Linked DNA regions of Hordeum vulgare: regions 1 and 3 are each linked to region 2. A link is a contact called in public Hi-C data. All regions are on one chromosome and are shown on one strand. The core of a region is the stretch at or near the end of the contact, and the rest is flanking DNA. Distances in the headings are between cores, read along the strand shown. Region 1 holds the start of LOC123442302 (cyclin-dependent kinase D-1). Region 2 holds the start of LOC123442345 (E3 ubiquitin-protein ligase KEG). Region 3 holds the start of LOC123442312 (EEF1A lysine methyltransferase 4-like).

Region 1 (4,397 bases), core at 222-2,721, 450 kb before region 2:
AGACAGCCTAGAGGCATATACAGCATAAGAAGTAATAATACCACTTGAAGAAAGTTGTCAGATTACATTTTTATTTCTATAACCAGTTTCTGGGATTTCTGAGAGTCTGGGACACAATTAACTGAACGCATATTTAAATAGATATATCAACAAGAACCTGGTGGGTAAAGTTCCGTTCTGGGCTCCCGAATATGCGTGCAAGACCAAAGTCACCAAGCTTGAGCTGTCCTTCAGCACCGATAAGTAGATTATTTGGTTTCATATCCCTGCAGCACAGCTTCTGTTAAAGACTCGAATGTTGTTTTCTCAAAAATAAAAATAGCCAGATAGTAGGTACCTGTGCAACACCCATTTCTTATGGCAAAAGGCTAGACCTTTCAGCATCATCTGAATATAAGATTTTATGTCCGCTGGAGATAATACAATGTTCCTGTCACGAATGACTGCTTCCAGGTCTGTTTCCATAAATTCAAATACAAGGTGCAAGTTTCCCTTGTAAGGGAAAGCATCAATTAGCTCTATAATATTAGGATCTTTCAGCTCCTTAAGCAGCTTGATTTCCCTCAATGCAGTGAAGTTGACACCTTCCTTGTACTTCCCTAAGCGGATTCTCTTGATCGCAACAGTCTCCCCAGTCTGAAAATAAAAGCCATGGCATTCATAATCATTAGCTTAAATGGACTGAAGTATCATCAAAAGCAGAAAGCAACCTATCAGACTCAAACCCAGAGAGCTGAAAGAGTTAACTTGGGAATACTGAACACCTCTGGAATGAAATTTTAACACCTCAGACCCCTAGCCCTACTATCACAGAGATGCAAGACTATTAAGCACCAAATCAACGCTGACAGTGAAGGAGGCAAGGTGAATTGCCTTCTCCTCTAGCCTCCGCTGAGAAACAACCCTAGCCGATTCACGCCGAGCCAAGAACATCCAGCTAGGCCAATTCACAGAGCAGCCGCGGCCAAAAGCAATAAACCCTAAGCTCAATCGCTCGACAACCTATATCCAACACAAAGCAGACGGACGGACCAAGGGCGCATATGGCCTAATTCTCGAGGGGCGGGCGCAGATCAGCGCGCCGCGAGGGTTTAGGAGCGGGGGTAGGGGGAGGGAAGGACCGACCTTGGTGTCGATGGCCTTGAAGACGACTCCGTACGTGCCCTCTCCGAGGACCTCGCGCTTCAGGTAGCGGTCCGTGACGCGCTTCTCGCCCGCGTCGTCGCCGCCGCCGCCGGTCGCCATGTGGGGCGGGGCCCACCGCCAGCCTCCCCTCCGGAGGGGGCGGCGCAGGCGAGGGGATCCCGGGGAGCACGGGGTGGGCGCTGCGGGAGGGGCGGCGGGTGGGGGAAGGGGCGGCGGGTGGGGGAGGGGGCGGCGAGGTGCGGCCCTGCCGTTCGGCGCCGGGGGGGAAGAGGAAAGGAAGAAAAGAAAATTCCGTGTTTTCGCACTTTATTTCGGCCTAGGTGTTTGTTCCGGACTCCGTTTGTAAATGGGTTTGCCTTTTTGTTTCTTGGCCTTGGACCGCTCCTCCACGCCCGTTTGTTGATTGCGTGAGCTGGGCCAGCTCGCTGCTGAGTGTTCGTTCGTTGTTTCGGACCGTTTGAACCGCGACCAAAGACCTAGGGCAGAACCAAGTACTATCAGTTTTTTCTCAAAGAAGCAACTACAAGGCGTGCTTGCCCAACATAGTCCCGGACGACTAGGGTTTTCCAGTCCTCCGACAGCGGCGCAGTCGTGAGTTTTCTCCGACGAAGCCTGCTTCGTTGTTCAGTCCCCCTTACCATCCGCTCATCTCCCTACCCTCTCCCCCCCCCCCCCCAAAGGATCCCCCGGGGGGTCCTTCTGGTCCAAGAGGTGCGGCGACTGTAGCTAGGGTTTTAGGGGTTTATCCAATCTTGGCTATCACAATCGGCCCGATCATGTCGGAGTCGCAGGAAAACCTAGGGAAGCAGGATGCAGGGGTAGGAGCGACAAGCAACCTGCTGGAGAGGCTGACACTGCAAGATGACGAGGTTGATGATCTGATCTGGGAGGAAGAACTTGAAGCCGAGGATATTAAACCCAAGTGGTTAGCCCTGGGGCGCTTACTCACAATGAAAAACTACAGCCATAGTGCGTTTATTGCAGAGATGAGGGCTGCTTGGAATCCCGCCCTCAAGGTGGTTTGGAGAAGGATTGATGCAAACCTTTTCTCGGTTCAGTTTAACTGTTTTGGAGATTGGAAAAAAGGCTATACACCAGGGGCGGTGGGACTTCAAAGGCCATGTTGTGATCCTGGCAGAATATGATGGATTCACTAACCCAGAGAAAGTTAAGCTAGATAAGCTCGAGACTTGGTGCCAAATTCATAAACTACCTAATGGTGTGCTTAAAAGTGAGAGGGCACTAGGGAATCTAGCTCAACGGATCGGTGAGGTTCAAGAGGTTCAGGTTACTCTTCCTAATGGCTTTGCAGGCGAATTTATTCGCGTCAGAGTCAAATTGGATGTGAACAAAAAACTCACACGAGTGGTTGGCATCACAAAGGGTGGAGAACACATAGAAATACTTGATGAAATTTGAAAAGCTACCCACCTTCTGCCATGCTTGTGGGTTGATGGGGCATTGGTGTGAGGAGTGCGGCACAAGAGAGCATGATGTAACCAAATTTGAGTGGGCGGATTTCCTTCTTGCTCCGAGACGGGGAAGAGGAGGAGGTCGTAGTAATGGTGGTCGAGGGAGAGATTCCCGGCCTTTTGGCCCCTCCAATGGTAGAGGGGATGGTGATGATGAGGATGACTAAGCAGGCGCTTTTGGAAGAGGCAGAGGACGGGGTATGCATGATTCTGCAAAATGGCGGTATAACACTGCCTACAATCAGCCAGCTACCACGCATGAACCAGGATGTGCTGATAAGGAAGCCCTGATGACTGAGAATGCAGGAAATCTGAGCCTGGATGAGACCAGAAGGCAGGTTGTGGTGGTGATGGATACAAATGTCCTAGGGAAACGATATGCAGAGGATTTGGGAGCTACCGCGAATCATAGCAGCGAAGGGTTCCCGCTGGTGGGTGCTGGAGCGATTGTTCCCACGGGTAATACAGCGGATAAGGTGGAAAAAATTGATGGGGGAAATAATGGGAGCATTGAGCTAATGGGGACACCGCGGGAAAATGAAAATAAGAAGAAGATGAAAGGTGGAGACGGTGAAGCAATTGCAAACAGTTCCAATGTTGTATCGGCGGCCTCCTCAGCGGAGGTTCGCCGGGATCAATGAAAACCCTAGCATGGAATTGTCGTGGGATGCTTTCGCATACGGCAGTTCGTGAGCTCTTGCACTTGCAAGGGCGTGTGAAAGCGGATGTGGTTTTTTTGTATGAATCGCATCTGAACAAAATAAAGGAGAATGAAATTAGGAGTAAGTTAGGGTTTGATCACATGCATGTCGTAGAAAGTGATGGTCGGTCTGGAGGGCTTGTACTCTTTTATAGTAACTCCAATGAAGTGGTTTTGAATTACTCATCGCCTAATTTCATTTATGGTTTTGTGATGGATGGCAACGATGTGGCTTGGCGCTTGACTGGATTCTATGGAGAACTCAACTGGGACCTGAAACACCTATCCTGGTCTTATTTGAGGACATTGCATAGCAACATGTAGGGGCCTTGGATGATCATAGGAGATTTTAATGAGATACTAGTAGCTAGTGAAAAGGAAGGGGGAAATATCAGGCCCTCACACTTCATGCAAAGCTTTAGAGATTGTATAGAGGAATGTGGTTTGCAGGAAATTATGTATATCGGGGACGATTTTACATGGAGTCGAGGAGTGATAAAGGAACGCCTTGATAGAGCTCTTTGTACCGAAAAGTGGGCTGAAAAATTCCCATATGCAGTCCTTGTTCACGAACACCATACCCACTCAGATCACCGTCCTCTAGTTTTGGACACAAACTACTTTGCCGGCGTGCTTTCACAACATGCAAAGGGGGAGAGGAGATTCAAAGCAAGGTGGTTGAATGAAGAGATAGTACATGAGATAGTCACAACAGCCTCGTGTTGGGGAACGTCGCATGGGAAACAAAAAATTTCCTACGCGCACGAAGACCTATCATGGTGATGTCCATCTATGAGAGGGGATGAGTGATCTACGTACCCTTGTAGACCGTACAGCAGAAGCGTTAGTGAACGCGGTTGATGTAGTGGAACGTCCTCACGTCCCTCGATCCGCCCCGCGAACAATCCCGCGATCAGTCCCACGATCTAGTACCGAACGGACGGCACCTCCGCGTTCAGCACACGTACAGCTCGACGATGATCTCGGCCTTCTTGATCCAGCAAGAGAGACGGAGAGGCAGAAGAGTTCTCCGGCAGCGTGAAGGCGCTCCGGAGGTTGGTGATGACCTTTTCTCAGCA
Region 2 (4,243 bases), core at 311-2,810:
AGCATGAGGGGCACGAGAAGTATCACCGCGAGGCTTCGAGATACGCCTTCTCCTTTGGCTGGCCTTGCCCGAGTCATTCTGACTTCACTTCTCGTCCCTTCTTCAATACCTTCACGATCATTGGTTTCCTTGACTTCATACGTAAGGACACATAGTATTTCCACTTGAAATAGTATCCATTCTTCATTGAAGTGTGTATGGAGCTTGAAGAGGAGTGAAGTCACCTTGTGCATGTACTTGTGTCATTGGTCCACTTGGACTTAGAGGTGGATTCATGGTGATGTCCATGAGATGTTCCACGTCGGTTGTGTAGTGGCACACAAATTAAAACAATTTGTCCCTTAGTTTGTGACGAAACTCAAGTCATGGTTATGATCTGTGGCTAGGGAAACGAGGACGTGTTTCGTGATGTATGTGCTTGTCAACAAGCTCGTGCCCTCTAGGCATGTGTTTTGAGTTGTCGCAACATCCTGCATGTGCCCAATGCCTGAAAGTCTAGAACTAAAAGACTTCTCAATTTACTTCATAAGCCCAATGATAACCTACATATACACAAGGATATTTCCCATATTAAGACAGTTGCACAAGTGAAAATCATGACGTCTCACTTGTAGTTACTAGCACACACCCTTGTGAATCAAGTAACATTCACACACTGGTTTGGCAAAGAGTAAACACATGATTAACTATTAATGACACACACATGCACGGTCGACGTTGGTCTAGCTACAAGTATACTATGAAAAAGTGGGAAAGACCACCGCAAGAATAGATCAAACCCAATGTTGACATATCATTTGTACCTGCAATGGCGGCGGGCACTGTTTCGTGATCTTGACAATGATATTATATATCTCTTGGCGACTCAGGAACATGTATCGTACATGAACAAATTGATAAATAAAATATTTTTCATATTATTAGTTGGTCCTGAAATATAGTAAGCAATGACCAACTTGTCGTGTTTTCGACCCGATGGAGCTGAACGAAGATGTAAAGTTATAATGTTTGCATGTGCATGAAAATTAGGATTTTTTCCCCATAAAATTAGATAGGTTCAAATATAGTAAGCCATGAATTTGCGAAACATACTTGGAGCCTACGGAGCACGACTTATCATGTTTTCATAAGGTGAACCTAGTAGACATGTGAATATGCGAAAGAAGAGGGGAATGCCTTCATATGCTATATATTACACGATGAGAATCCTTGTTTCATCATAGTACAAGAATCTTAAAACGCGTCAACGAAACCTTCCTCCAGTATTAGGACGTTTGTTCAAAAGGTATGACTAAATCTCAGTCAACTGTAAAAAAGAAGAAAAACAAGATTTAAAAGAAATATTTACACGAATCTTGTTGAAACTTCGTGAAGTCTGAGCTACGTGAGATTTAGCAATCGCGTTGCTCAAAAGATGAAGATGAATGAAAAAAAAAACACCAAGCAGTGGAGCAGGTCGCCACCGCGGAAGGAAGGAACACGCGCGCCGTACCACCCCCATTCCCCATAGAACACGAAAAGGTGGGCGGAGCAAGCGTGCTGTCGTCCCTCCCAGCCCCAGCCCCAGCCCAGCCCAGGCTCCCACCGCATCATCACCAACCCCCCCTCTCCTCTCTCTGTCTGCTCTCTCTCTCCCTACTCCACCTCCCCTCAAAAAATCCAACCTCCTCCCTGCAAAGTGCAAACCCCACACCCAGATCTACCTAGCCTAGGGCACCGGCGCGGCCCCAAAACCCCACCCCCCACCCGGGCGCGGCGCGGCGCGGCGCGATGCGGGTGCCGTGCTGCTCGCTCTGCCACGTCCGCTACGACGAGGACGAGCGCGCGCCGCTGCTCCTCCACTGCGGCCACGGCTTCTGCCGCGCCTGCCTCGCGCGCATGCTCGCCGCCGCGCCGGGCGCCGTCCTCCCGTGCCCGCGCTGCCGCCACCCCACCGCCGTCGGCAACTCCGTCTCCGCGCTCCGCAAGAACTTCCCCGTCCTCTCGCTCCTCTCCGACTCCCCCTCCTCCCCGTCCTTCCTGCACTCCGACTCCGGCTCCTCCGACGACGACGAGGACGACTTCTTCGCCCGCCCCAAGCGCGCCCCTGCGCCCGCCGCCGCCCCGCCACCCTGCACCTCCCTCGACCTCGCCTCGCACCCGGACCTCAAGCTGGCCCGCCGCATCGGGACCGGCCCGCCTGGCCCCGCCGGCCAGGAGGTCTGTGCCGCCACGCTCTCCCGTGCTGCCCGGCCTGGTGCTGCTGGTGCCAAGAGATGTAAGCACCCGGTGGCGGTCAAGAGGGTGCCCCTGTCGGCCGCCGATGAGCTTGAGGGTGTTCAGGAGGAAGTAGAGCGGTTGAGACGAGCCTCCACCTGGTGCCGGAATGTCTGCACCTTCCATGGCGCGCTCAAGCTCGATGGCCACCTCTGCTTCGTCATGGATCGCTACCCAGGGTCTGTGCAGGAAGAGATGCGGCAGAACGGTGGACGCCTCACCCTTGAGCAGATCCTCAGGTGCGGCATTGCGTCTAATCATGGAAACCAAGTAGCTATTGGCTAGCTGTTCCTGTTGCTTGCTGAGCTTATTCATCGCTCAACAGAATAAATTACATTCAACCATACTCTAGATGACTTGCAACTTAACGTGTCGGTTTGTCTGCTAAATGCATGTATGTTTTTTTTTGCTTCAAGCGGTCTAGCTAAGAATGAACATTAACGGGTTGTATATTGTCGTATGCTAGTTTGAGCTGCGGCGTGGAAAGTGCTTACTTGATTAGTGCTGCTACTCAATTCATTATCAGCGAGTTTTTCGGTATGGATACGTGTGAAGCTATGTCTGGTTAATGCCGCCAGCTTCTTATCCCCTTTAGACTGTATATGTTGTCGTGTTGTAGGCGTAGCAGGCTTGGAGCTCTCATGAAGGTAAAGTTAATTTGAGTTAATGCCTGTAAGACCGAGGTGCTCTCTGCTTCCATTAAAATCCAATTAGTGGATTTTTCTAGCCAAGATGCTCACGGAATTGCATGGTTTGGCGACGTGTTTGATGATCGATTCCCATCAAGTTGCTGAGCCTTGAAGCCGCCGTTTTATTTATTGTCCATGAGCTGAGTGACCAGCAAGCTTGGGTATGCTAAGAGCATGAACTTTTCCAGCGCACATGCTCATAAGTAAATTCCTATATAGTGTATGTTTGTGGCTACACCCTGCTGAGTTTTAATATCACATCCTTGCACATCAGACCTTTTTCCGTAAAACTGATGCGGTCTTTAAAATAGAAGGCATGGAGCAAAGTTATCACTTGTGGTTGTTTTGTACTGTAAAAATATTATTAATATCAGCACCGACTATGGTTTCCAAGCATCTGTTAAATATTTCCGTGCAATTGACTAACCAAAGACATTTTATCTTTGGCTGATATTTAAATTTTATTGCATGCTAATTAAGGCCATTTCAGACGACAGGTTCAAGTAGCTTGCCTTGTTTGATGCATTTGCATTCACCAGCTGTCTATTCTCCAATGATTTTCTATGCAGTTGACTGTTCATCTCTATCTGTTGTTAGATTATCCTAATGCCAACTGCATGTTAATCACTTCAATGCAAAGTGCATGGAAACGCCCATACCACAATAAGAAAAGTTACTTATTTGTCATTCAATCCATTTATTTCTTATGCTGTAAGGAATCGCCACTGCCTTGTTTACCAGTATATCTATTGTTTTCATTCTCGTAAAGGATAATAATTATTTGGCTCTTCTTTAGCGTGCTCGTTTTGCTATTAAAATCTGTGGAGTTTCTGAAGACTTCTTCTCTGGGCCTGGCTTTGTAGGTACGGCGCAGATATTGCTCGTGGAGTAGCAGAGCTACATGCAGCGGGTATTGTTTGTATGAGTATAAAGCCGTCCAATATTCTTTTAGATGCAAACGGCCATGCAGTCGTTTCCGACTACGGTCTTTCTGCAATTTTGAAGAACCTCACCAGTCGGAAAGTGCCTGATGACTCCAACATGTCTGGCATGGATGCTACGGTGCTTAGTCCCAATTATACAGCCCCAGAGGCATGGGGACCATTGAAGAAGTCACTGAATCTGTTTTGGGATAGTGCAAATGGAATATCACCAGAGTCAGATGCATGGAGTTTTGGATGCACACTTGTGGAAATGTGTACTGGAGCTGTTCCGTAAGTAGTCTGATTATTACTTTTGTGTTTCTTAATGCTTTGCGAATGGTGTGGTTAGATGCTAATTGAAATGCAGATGGACTG
Region 3 (4,750 bases), core at 1,701-4,200, 270 kb before region 2:
CGTATGTAGTCCATATTGAAATTTCTAAAGAGAGTTATATTTAGGGACTGTGGGGGTATCCATTAAGGCTTGCAGGCAAACAAAATTTACTAAATCCAAGCGAACTAAATAGAACTCGGCAGGTTCACCCTCTAAGTAATGCAGGTAGAAACACATAACAACTATATTTCTTAAATCTTCCAACTTCCACAAAGCACACACTCATCACTCTCACTCACGCCAGATAATGGCACAAAAGGGTATGCGTTTTCGTAATCAATGGTAACAATCTTTACCATTCAAACCAATGATCAGAAGCAAATCATTTTGGAGTCATGGCAATAATTAATTCGCGCATTGTGGTCGGGCTCTATTAAAACGAAGGCATGGCATCATCTTGACCAGCAACCATGGAATTATCTTCAGTCACTATATCTGTCTTGTAACAAACATAAATGAAATGTGACTCTGGATCCTTGAGAACGTAGTCAGGTGGTAATTGGCCATCCACTGTCAGTGCAACTTTCTCCATCATGGCGTGTGCAGCACCGTTGCTCCATTTCAGCTGGTATTCAGGTGTCGCTGCTAGCACAAAGAACAGATACAATGTCAAGATCTATGCAATGCAACAAAATAAAGTGGGGGGAAATACACAGTATATGCCACTCTGAGTTTGCAGAATGTTGGACCTGCCAGTTTAGTCTGCGTGTTGTTGCATATGCCACCAGTGTTCAACGCCAATTCAATGGAATAGAAAAAAAGGACCAAAATACCTTTTTTTAATGACGCGGCGTGATCGAGGGCACGAAGCACAGGCCAGTCAGGCTTCTTCGGTCACCATTGCCACCGTCATTAAATCAAGTCAAGGTTGCCACTGAGGCACTGACTAACCATCAAACAAGGGTATTTTGGTCTTTGGCCATTGAAAGTGGCACAAAGCATTAGTGACATGTTTTCCCGAATGACACATACAACAATATGCAACCTTAGATAGATCCAAACATTTTGCAAACAGAGAGGGGCATATGAGTTCCCAATAAAATGGTGCTAATTTATTCCCTTCTGAAATTTCCCAGTAACATTGTGTGCTATAATCAGTCTGTAGCAACCTTTATTCATATCTCTATTGTAGTTTTTAGCATCTTATGAGAATTGGGTAGTGGTGGAAGCAAAATTTTGCAGTTTTGCATCCATAGTTCCTACAGAATGAAGCAAACCTTGCAGTTTTGGATCCATAGTTCCCACATAATAAAGCAAATCATATGCACAAAATCATGCTACAATAGAGTAATATGGTAGAAATGGTACATGAGCGTGCTCTTCAGAGTGAAGAGAGGGCATTTCAAACTTACGCGTAATGTAAAGCTCAACATCCCAATGGCATCGGACTTGGTTCAGAAGTGTCAGACGTTCCTTAGGAGCACCATATGTTATCTGTCAAAGAAAATTATCTCTTCATAAAATCATCAAATATTCACTCATTCCAAAGTATCTTTTAGGATTGGTTGGAGGATGTACCAATATGTAAATCCCACCAGGCCTCATAAGCCTGAAAAAATAGAGCAATTTAATTGAAAACAACTAAGGGCATCACTTGGGGATCAAATCACGTACAAAGAGTGAATACAATTTTTACCTTGCTACTTCTGTTAGCATTTTGTAAGCACCATGAGGGGCATCATCGCCACACTAGAATATGTAAAATGAAAATCAGTACCATGAGATCAGTTCATGCGTAATTATTTTAAGTTGATTTCTAGTTTGCTTAACGACACCTGCTTACCATCATAGCATCCAAGGTTCCTACAGAAAAAAGTTTAGTACCATAGTAAATAGAGTGGCAAAGAAAAAAAGATGCATGGACTCATTTTCATAAACTTAATGAACAAAGTTTTCAAGAATACCAACTTATGAAACACATCAAGCGCTTTCGAAAAACATATGAAGCTTAAGGCTTATACCTTTGTCAATGATACAATCAAATGATCCATCCCCAAAGAAGCTCATATCTCTGACATCCAACTGCATATCTTCAAGCATAACATAAAACACCCAAGTAAATAGACTTAAACAGAGATCATAACTGATAAAATATGAGAATGGAAACTATCAGCAAGAAGTACATGTAAGCTGTGGGATATCCATGTGTTTCTCTTTCATATGCTCGATTACAACGGATGAGATGTCAATGTTTACTATGTTCTGGTAACCATCCTTTACCATGTCCTCCGACAGAACTGCCCAAAACAAGGAATAGAACAATATCAAACATCAAACTGGGCTTTACATACACGATAAATCATAAATCTAACAACAGAGTCATATTAGAAGTAGCTTCAAAGTCAAATCTTGCACACACTGTCGATCCAAGTAACGCGTCGTCTGGCAATCATGACAAAATTCACAGAACAGGTGTATCAGGGGAGCACTGAACATTCAAGTTCCAAAATCCAAATCACGATGCACAGGGAGGACTGAACATGCAAGCTCCAATTCCCAAATCATAAATGCACCGGTGATTGTGGACGGACTAGAACCGGCCGCATCAGAACGCTAAAGTTTCGAATTGGCGGCTAAATCGCGGCTAGCTGAAGGGGGGGCGTACGGGAGTTGCCGCAGCCGAGCATGAGGACGCGGGAGGAGGCGGGCACGCAGGCGCGGAGGAGCGGCCGGAGCGCCGGGTACGACTGGTACCAGTCGAAGAACCCGCCGACGCCGCCCTTGCCGCCGGTGGAGGGAGAGGAGTAGCGGGCGTCCCAGTAGGCGGCGGCGCCGAAGTCCTTGGGGTTGCCGTTGCCGCCGCCCATCCTTGGTCTCTCACCTCTCTCGCTCGTGAGGGGGGGAGAGAAGATCTTGAGATCGTTCAGGGATGATTATGGCGTCGGGGGTCGCGGCTTTAGGAGCACGCAAGAGCCGCCGATGCAGGGCCAGCGGCGGAAGAGTGTTCTGAACCGATGCAGTATGCACTCAGGACTCAGGAACATGTGCCCCCTTTTCCAAAAAAGAAAAGGAAAAGACACTTGTTTTAAAAATCCAAAGAAGATATCACATGTTGCAAAATCTCACACTTTCTCTTCGTTATTCCATTTCACTGAACTAAGCAGCACTTTTTCACGTATTCACCCAAGATATTATAGAAACTGGTCATATTGATCCGTCGTCTTGTTCTCGATAGGAACTCGGTGTTGTTTTGGTTGGTTTGGGAGCGGGCATTGTCTATATATCCAAAACCGGAGGAGAGTTTAAGTTTGGACAAGTTTATTCTCAAAGCCCGTGTTTTCGTGAAAATCTCAATTCATTTGTAAGTCGTGTAAAAATAGTTACAAACCTAAGCACTTTGGCAACCATGAAAAATGCTAAGTGGGTTATTGGGGGTGTCACTGTCCTTGATGCTATGGGTGTGCTCTGATTTGCTCCTCATATGTTTGATATGTCTAATTGCCTGATGATGTCCACATCAGGTATGTGAGCGTGTACGGTTGATGAAGCTTGACAGTTTGACTTGCAACGGTGACTCCATTGAAAGTGGGCCGACGGTATATGGTGACTTCACCGTAACCTTGTTGGAGGCATTGCATGAACTTTTCTCAAGCTTCTTCTTTGAAGTGAAAACCAAAGATCGTGCTGGATCTATGATGACGATGCTTGCACATCGTTTCTTTTTGAAGTTGTCATTGTTGAAGCTCTTTTTCTAGAGTCAGGATGTTGCCGTCGGTGGTGTTTGATGTTGATGCATGTTTGAGCTTGCTTCGAATGGACCTTCGAAAGCCGCTTTGTGTGTGTGTGTTTTAGTTATATGCATCCAAGTCATACAGAGGTTCATTGTATGGTTCACGTTCTCTTGATGCGATATTATGAGTCAATAAAATTCATTCTTTATTTTAAAAAGTCTAAAAAATACAACAATGAAACATAGGCCCACACATCAAGATAATAAAAGTTCAAACAATAGCAAGATATCAAATCATTCTAAAATTTTAGGTTAAACAAACTTGCTCTCATGCTCTAGTCGCACGTGAAATTTCTCAAAGAAATGACTTGTTTGTATTCTTGGCGGAGAAAATCAACCTCCAAGTTGCTTCAAACATTGTTTTTAGCATTGATTTTATCTTCTTCCCAAAATGCCACGAACGTCATTTGTTCACGAAACATTACATGTGAGCCAGACACTCGACCGTGTATATTAAAAAAATAGAATTGTTATTTTTCCAATTTTTTCGATTTTTACAGTCCATAAGGGTTGCACATGGAGCCCTAACATAGACGCAAGGTTCTGCTGCAAGATTAAGATGTGCTAGATATAAAACATTTTAAGTTTCAAACACAGCAACACATGTTTCTGATGTGGAGGTGGTTGTAATAAACAGTTAAAAGGGATTAACCACATGTTTGCTGAACAGGAACTCTTGGCATATACCGCTAGTTAACAGAACTCCAAAGGGTGTTCGGGACATGCACTATGGCATGACAACGTCTGTCTCTAAAATTCACTCATCATTGGTAAATAAGTTACACATCGTTGGTGCCTTGCGTGATGAACCGTTACAATGGTAGCGTAACTCTGCACTTCCCTAATTTATAACTTAGTAGAGCATTACAGAAGAAATGCAGCTTTTCATGGCTTCAAAATCTCTTTGAACACTCAAAGAGCAAACCGTAACCCTAAATGCCCCCAGTTTCCGACCGACTATATAGTGACATCGTCAGTCTCTTATGCATCCGCGTCAGCCCCACGAACCCAGTATAGCTCAAACCATTCTAAGTCGTTCTA

The links. A called contact is a pair of places that touch in the nucleus more often than the background predicts.
Region 1: a Hi-C map of leaf shows a contact between it and region 2, with 4 times the contacts expected there. The contact joins the promoter of LOC123442302 here to the promoter of LOC123442345 in region 2. A contact is called at or near these places in 2 of 6 Hi-C or Micro-C datasets (leaf and seedling).
Region 3: a contact with region 2 is called in a Hi-C map of seedling, with 5 times the contacts expected there. The contact joins the promoter of LOC123442312 here to the promoter of LOC123442345 in region 2. A contact is called at or near these places in 4 of 6 Hi-C or Micro-C datasets (leaf and seedling).

Annotation. Positions count from the first base shown.
Region 1 is chr1H:423,839,465-423,843,861 of MorexV3_pseudomolecules_assembly, forward strand. It overlaps LOC123442302 (cyclin-dependent kinase D-1), which reads right to left and starts at 1,472. Exons shown (of 7, transcript XM_045118323.1): 1 at 1,126-1,472; 2 at 338-636; 3 at 158-266. The coding sequence starts at 1,245.
Region 2 is chr1H:424,286,466-424,290,708 of MorexV3_pseudomolecules_assembly, forward strand. LOC123442345 (E3 ubiquitin-protein ligase KEG) reads left to right here and starts at 1,561. Exons shown (of 15, transcript XM_045118359.1): 1 at 1,561-2,495; 2 at 3,809-4,159; 3 at 4,236-4,243. The coding sequence starts at 1,771.
Region 3 is chr1H:424,011,394-424,016,143 of MorexV3_pseudomolecules_assembly, forward strand. It overlaps LOC123442312 (EEF1A lysine methyltransferase 4-like), which reads right to left and starts at 2,951. Exons shown (of 8, transcript XM_045118328.1): 1 at 2,585-2,951; 2 at 2,103-2,216; 3 at 1,941-2,009; 4 at 1,763-1,782; 5 at 1,616-1,668; 6 at 1,498-1,528; 7 at 1,332-1,413; 8 at 140-564. The coding sequence starts at 2,786. The coding sequence ends at 353. It overlaps LOC123442330 (NAD-capped RNA hydrolase DXO1), which reads right to left. Exons shown (of 13, transcript XM_045118347.1): 13 at 4,422-4,750.